2 separate regions of the Astyanax mexicanus genome follow, and region 2 is linked to region 1. Evidence: chromatin contacts called from public Hi-C data. All regions are on one chromosome and are shown on one strand. The core of a region is the stretch at or near the end of the contact, and the rest is flanking DNA. Distances in the headings are between cores, read along the strand shown.

Evidence for each region. A called contact is a pair of places that touch in the nucleus more often than the background predicts.
Region 2: a contact with region 1 is called in a Hi-C map of muscle, with 19 times the contacts expected there. The contact joins the enhancer-like site here to the promoter of fam117bb in region 1. A contact is called at or near these places in 2 of 3 Hi-C or Micro-C datasets (both in muscle).

Annotation. Positions count from the first base shown.
Region 1 is chr11:35,645,034-35,647,745 of AstMex3_surface, forward strand. It overlaps fam117bb (family with sequence similarity 117 member Bb), which reads left to right and starts at 1,312. Exons shown (of 8, transcript XM_007261061.4): 1 at 1,312-2,433. The coding sequence starts at 1,665.
Region 2 is chr11:35,690,101-35,692,800 of AstMex3_surface, forward strand. The region is part of intron 4 of fam117bb (family with sequence similarity 117 member Bb); the gene reads left to right. Among protein-coding and RNA genes, the nearest start is that of carf, 22 kb to the right of the region's middle. Within about 2 kb of position 1,416, the one cell type or tissue checked has an H3K27ac peak away from gene starts, as active enhancers do.

The sequences.
Region 1 (2,712 bases), core at 62-2,561:
TTTCCCTCCTGCGCCACCCCTAAACCCATACATCACCCAGTGCCCCGCCCAAACTACCTCTCCCATTTTTTTGGCATTTTTCAAATTTGAGCTAAGGGTGGAGTCAGCTAAATTCAGGGGGTTTAGTTACCATACACTGATGACTTGGTACAGTAAGCTATAAGCTTGAATTTATATATTTATACAGTTATTTACCTGCATCTGAGCCCTCCTGGTATATTTATTTATTTGTTTATTTATTTGTACAAACAAATTGCACTGTAGCCCAGATAAATTGTTTTAATACTTTAATAAAACTGTAATACTATGAAACTGCATGACTTCAAGTGTTCAGATTGGTAAGCGACCACACGAGGGTGTTAAAAGCACAGTCTAGATTCGAGGAGCACGTGCTGACCACAACAAAGCCTTTCCACTGTTTTACTGTTTTCACATTTCCAAGAGAGGAGAAATGATCTCCTCTAAAAAAAAACACACACACACCAAAACCACAACCATAATCATAATCATAACTACCATAATCATAACCTGCCTCATCTTCACACGCAGTCGCACTCATCTTAAGGAAGTCATTTATTTTTTTATTTTGGTTTTCTCTGGTTATGTTTCGCCACGTCCAACATCTCGATACTCCATGCAGCTCATACACTCAGATACAGATCCTGATGACTAGTGGACTATGCTGCTGCTCGTTTATTTTTTCTTAAATATAAATAACTATAAAAATACAGCATTTACACACTATTATTTAATTTAACGTTACATAATGTAATCCATACATTTTTAATAGATGTATATATTACATATCTGTACATATTTTAACGTAATACAGCTCTGGAAAAAAATAAGAGACCACTTCAGTTTCTGAATCAGTTTTAAATAAAATTCCCAATAGAATATTGTCATTTAGAGCATTTATTTGCAAAAAATGAGAAATGGCTAAATTAACAACAAATATGAGAGCTTTCAGACCTCAAATAATGCACAGAAAACAAGTTCATATTCATAATCAATATTTGGTGGAATAACCCTGGTATTTATCACAGTTTTCGTGCATCTTGGCATGTTCTCCTCCACCAGTCTTACACACTGCTTTTGGATAACTTTATGATACTCGTGGTGCAAAAATTCAAGCAGTTCTGCTTGGTTTGATGTCTTGTGATCATCCATCTTCCTCTTGATTATATTCCAGAGTTTTTTCAATTTGGTAAAATCAAAGAAACTAAATTTTATAAGTTTTAAGAAACTTATTTTTTACAGAGCTGTATATTTAATTACAGTCCATTTTTAAATAAAGGAATAAATAAATAACTTTAAGGAATTAAAAGGATCCACTCCTCAGCCAATAAGAAGTTCCCGTGGCTCCCACGCTGTCCTATCAGTGGCGGAGGGGCGGAGCTCTGGCAGCACTTCTCGGTGCGTGGCTCTGAATTTTTCAGCCGTTCACTTTTCAGCTGGTAAAAGCGGTTCGGGCGGCGGAGCGGAGCGGCCACGCAGTCTGAGCCGGGCCGTATGGAGTGACCAGCCGAGGACCCCTCTTCCCCCACACACACTGAAAACTCACGCAAACCCCCCGGCGTGTGTTTATACTCTCCTTTATCTCCTCTTTCTGGCTCCCATTTTGATAGTTTAGCCCAAAGTTTGGGTCGGGCCGCATCGTCGTCATGTCGCAGCGGCTTCGTAAAAACGGCTCGCCGACGTCGAGCTGCGGGGTGAGCGGCGGAGCGGCGGCCGGAGCTTCGGGGATCAGCGCCGGGGTCAGTCTGCTGACTCGCCTGCTGCCCATGAAAGCCACCGTCCCGTTCCAGCTCAAGCCACAGCCGCAGCAACAGTTACAGCCCCAGCAGCTCCCTCTGGCGGCCAGGACGGTGCTGTCGGCCGCGGCGGCTGCTGCGGGAAGCGGCGCCGGCTTGAAGTGCCTCGGCGGCGGCTGCGACTCTGCTGGATCCCGCTGCTCTGCTAACCGGAGCCCCACAAGAGTCGCAGCCTCTGCAGCTCTGAGCCCGTCCTGCTCCTCTTCTTCCTCCTCCTGCTCTTCCTCCTCCTCTTCGTCAACACTCAGAAGTAGCCCTACTCTCGCTTCATACGTGGCCGCGTCCACTGCCCCACCTGCTGCCGCAGGTAGCGCGAGATCCTCCCAGTCTCAGGCGGCCTCACTTCTGTCCAGCGCTGGTAGCCCTGCCGGCCCCGCTGGCGCTGCTCTCGGACTCTCTACCCACACCTCCTCCTCCTCACAGCTGCAGCAGTCTAGCTGCTTCACGGACACTGTGGTGCTGACCCCACCGACCTCCTCTTCATCTTCCTCCTCATCATCATCCTCCTTTTCGTCTTGTGGTCACAGGGGTAAAGCTCCGGCACCCCCTCAGTGCTGCTCCCCGGACAATGACAGACTGTCCCCGGAGAGAATAAGCCCCAGCTCGCCTGTCTGCAAAGGTAACCTGCACCTGTCCCACAACTGATGGGTTTATATAAAATAAAATCAAAAAGTTAATGTGGGGTTCACTTCATTCATTCATACTGATTTCTTTGTAAAACAAACTAAAAACATGGTTTATATATTGCACATAAAACATACATCCATTTGATATTAAATCATCATAATAATAATGCTCGACTTGAAGCTACAGACATACAGAAGCTGTCCTGTTTGTTGCTATAGTTTTATATATTATACACACCCATAGCTGACCATATGCAGCAAATATGCAGCAT
Region 2 (2,700 bases), core at 166-2,665, 45 kb after region 1:
GGACAAGTATTTAGGTACATCCAGACATAGTGGGAATTATGACAATATTTTATCGTACTGTGATTAATTAAGTTTGCTTGGAAAAGCTAACTTGCTGTTATTTGTAATCTTCTTCTTATTATTATTCTTTTTGCCTTTTTTGTAAAGCCCTTTTCTCACAGCTTTCGATGTGGAAATGCAAAATTTTGCAGGCTCGTAGGAACTATTCTAAATTACTCTGTTTGTGCCCTTTTTTGAAGCAATACGTAGTACGTAAAACAAGCGTTTTATGGCCCCTTTTGAGGGGGGATCCCACCTTAACGTGGGGATTTACACCTGAAAAGGGGGAAATTTCCCTCCCCACAGCAACCACCTAGCAATACCACAGCAACCACATAACACCACCATAGCAACCACCCAGCAATACCACAGCAACCACCCAGCAATACCACAGCAACCACCTAGCAACACCACAGCAACCGCATAGTAACACGATAACATCCAACTTGCAACACCACAGCAACTACATATAATTACCACAGCAACCACCTAGCAACACCATAGTGACCATCTACCAACACCACTGCAACCACCTAGTAACACCATAGCAACCACCTAGCAACACCACAGCAACTGTTCACCAACACCGTATCAACCATCCACCAACACCACAGCAACCACCTAGTTTTGGTATTGTGATTCATGATGCATTCTCCTTAGCATGTTGTGAATATCATCAGTCCTTAAAGAAAACTGACCAGATGTATGTTTCATTACAAAAACAAGTAGTTAGTCCTCTTCAATTGGATAAAATTTGTAGCATCTATGAATAAAAATGACTGTATAAAGATTTTATTTTCAAGAATCTGCCGCTTTTTATGCATTTATTCTGTCAATACATAGTTATAGGTATTGTGTATTGTAAATAAGTTTAAATATCATTATATCTTCTTTCCTATTTTACCTACCCTTACTCTTTTTGGATGTTGGACTCTTTTATATGTTAATAGACAAGAAGAACTCAACATACTTCAGCACTACATATATACTAGCGTACTTCACTCAATCGTATGCGGCACAATGGACCGGATCACACCGGATCAGTTGGGATGCAATTCCATACAGTCCAATCATATGCCACCCCACCTTCCTGTGTTTCCTATGGGAAGAGTTGTTAAGACAAACTGATGTAGAGACACAGCCTGAAAGAATACACAGCGTGACCCCTGCGAGCGGAGTGTGTGTGTGTGTGTGTGTGGGGCTGTTTTTACTCGTGGTGGGGGTAGGGTGATTGTAGAAGGTGGTGCTTGCCCCATTATATCCTCTGAGAGCCGCTAAAGATGAAGTGTCAGTCAAGAAAATGGCATTCTTTCAGGAGGTGAAAGGAGTGCGGCGCGAAAGAGGGAGAGAAAAGAATGAAAGTATAAAAGTTGCGTGGCCGGGGCTTTATTGGTGATCCAGCAGCCTCTCCTTGAACTCTGGGGGAGTGAAGAGAGCATGTGGTTGTGTGAATGGCCCTGCTATGAGTGAGTGTGTGTGTGTGTGTGTGTGTTTGTCAGGCTCAGTTAGCCTCAAACTGCACTGTTAGCTAACTAGCTAGCCTGCCAGTCTGGTCTGTGGTAGGTGTATGTGTGTGTGTGTGTGTGTGTGTGTGTGTGTGTGTGTGTGTGTGTGTGTGTGTGTATTTCTCTGTATTAAAACACAAACAGCTCTAGCTGTGTGTTCTCATTCAGGCTTGTTAAAGGCCCACACTTTTTACCTTTCTTTTTTTTTTGAGACTTTGAGCTGCATTGTATTTGACACACACACACACACACACTCTCTCTCTCTCTCTCTCTCTCTCTCTTTAATAAGCCCTATGTTACTCTTCCTTTCAGCTGCTCTATCAGAAAATCAATGATTGACCATTGCGGCCTAGTCTTAGACTTCACTGCCACCTAAGTGTGTGTGTGATTCAAGAGTTTGCAGAGCAGTAATGATTTCCGTCTCCCCGGCGCCCACTAGTGTATGAAATGAGAAGGCACCACCAGGCAGGCCATCCTCATGCTGTTCTTGGCCTGCTGAGGGGAAATGATGAAGCGTTCTGCTCTGTTCCGCTCCAGTTTGATCAGATTTCAGAGTGGTGCCCCCTTCTGTGGTCAGCCTGTGGTTTCACATGTGCTTTTCTTGGACCGCTCTGTTCACGGGGGAGAGACGGTCATTTGATGGGTGCTGATTTGTTTCAGCATTTTATTCAGACGCTGAACCACAACAGAGGAAACTGACTTGAAATTAGTTCAGAAGGTGTCCTGGGAATGCGTGCACGTTTTTTTATGTAGTCGAACTCATGAACGTGTTTCTGGTCTCTAGAAACACAGAGAGGAAGAGAGAGAGAGAGAGTGTGTGTGTAAGAGAGTGTGTGTGGTCATTCCTTTGTGTGTGTGTGTGTGTTTTTTTTTTTTTTTTTTTGAGGCAGTCTGCAGACCTTTCAGTGCAGCGCTGGTCAATAGCCACGGCCTCGTGAATCTTCCGCTTTTATAAACGCTGCAGTGGTCAAATAAGGCCGAGTGTGAAATGTGTCCATGGCAGCTATCTGAGGCAGTGAAGGACAGAAAGGGATTCTTCTGTCTGACCTCCTCTTTTAAAGGCAGGTTGTAGTAACCAGGAAAGAAAGGCCACTTACTCACTGCCAGTAAACCTCTCACAAAGCCACGAGAGAGAGAGAGAGAGAGAGAGAGAGAG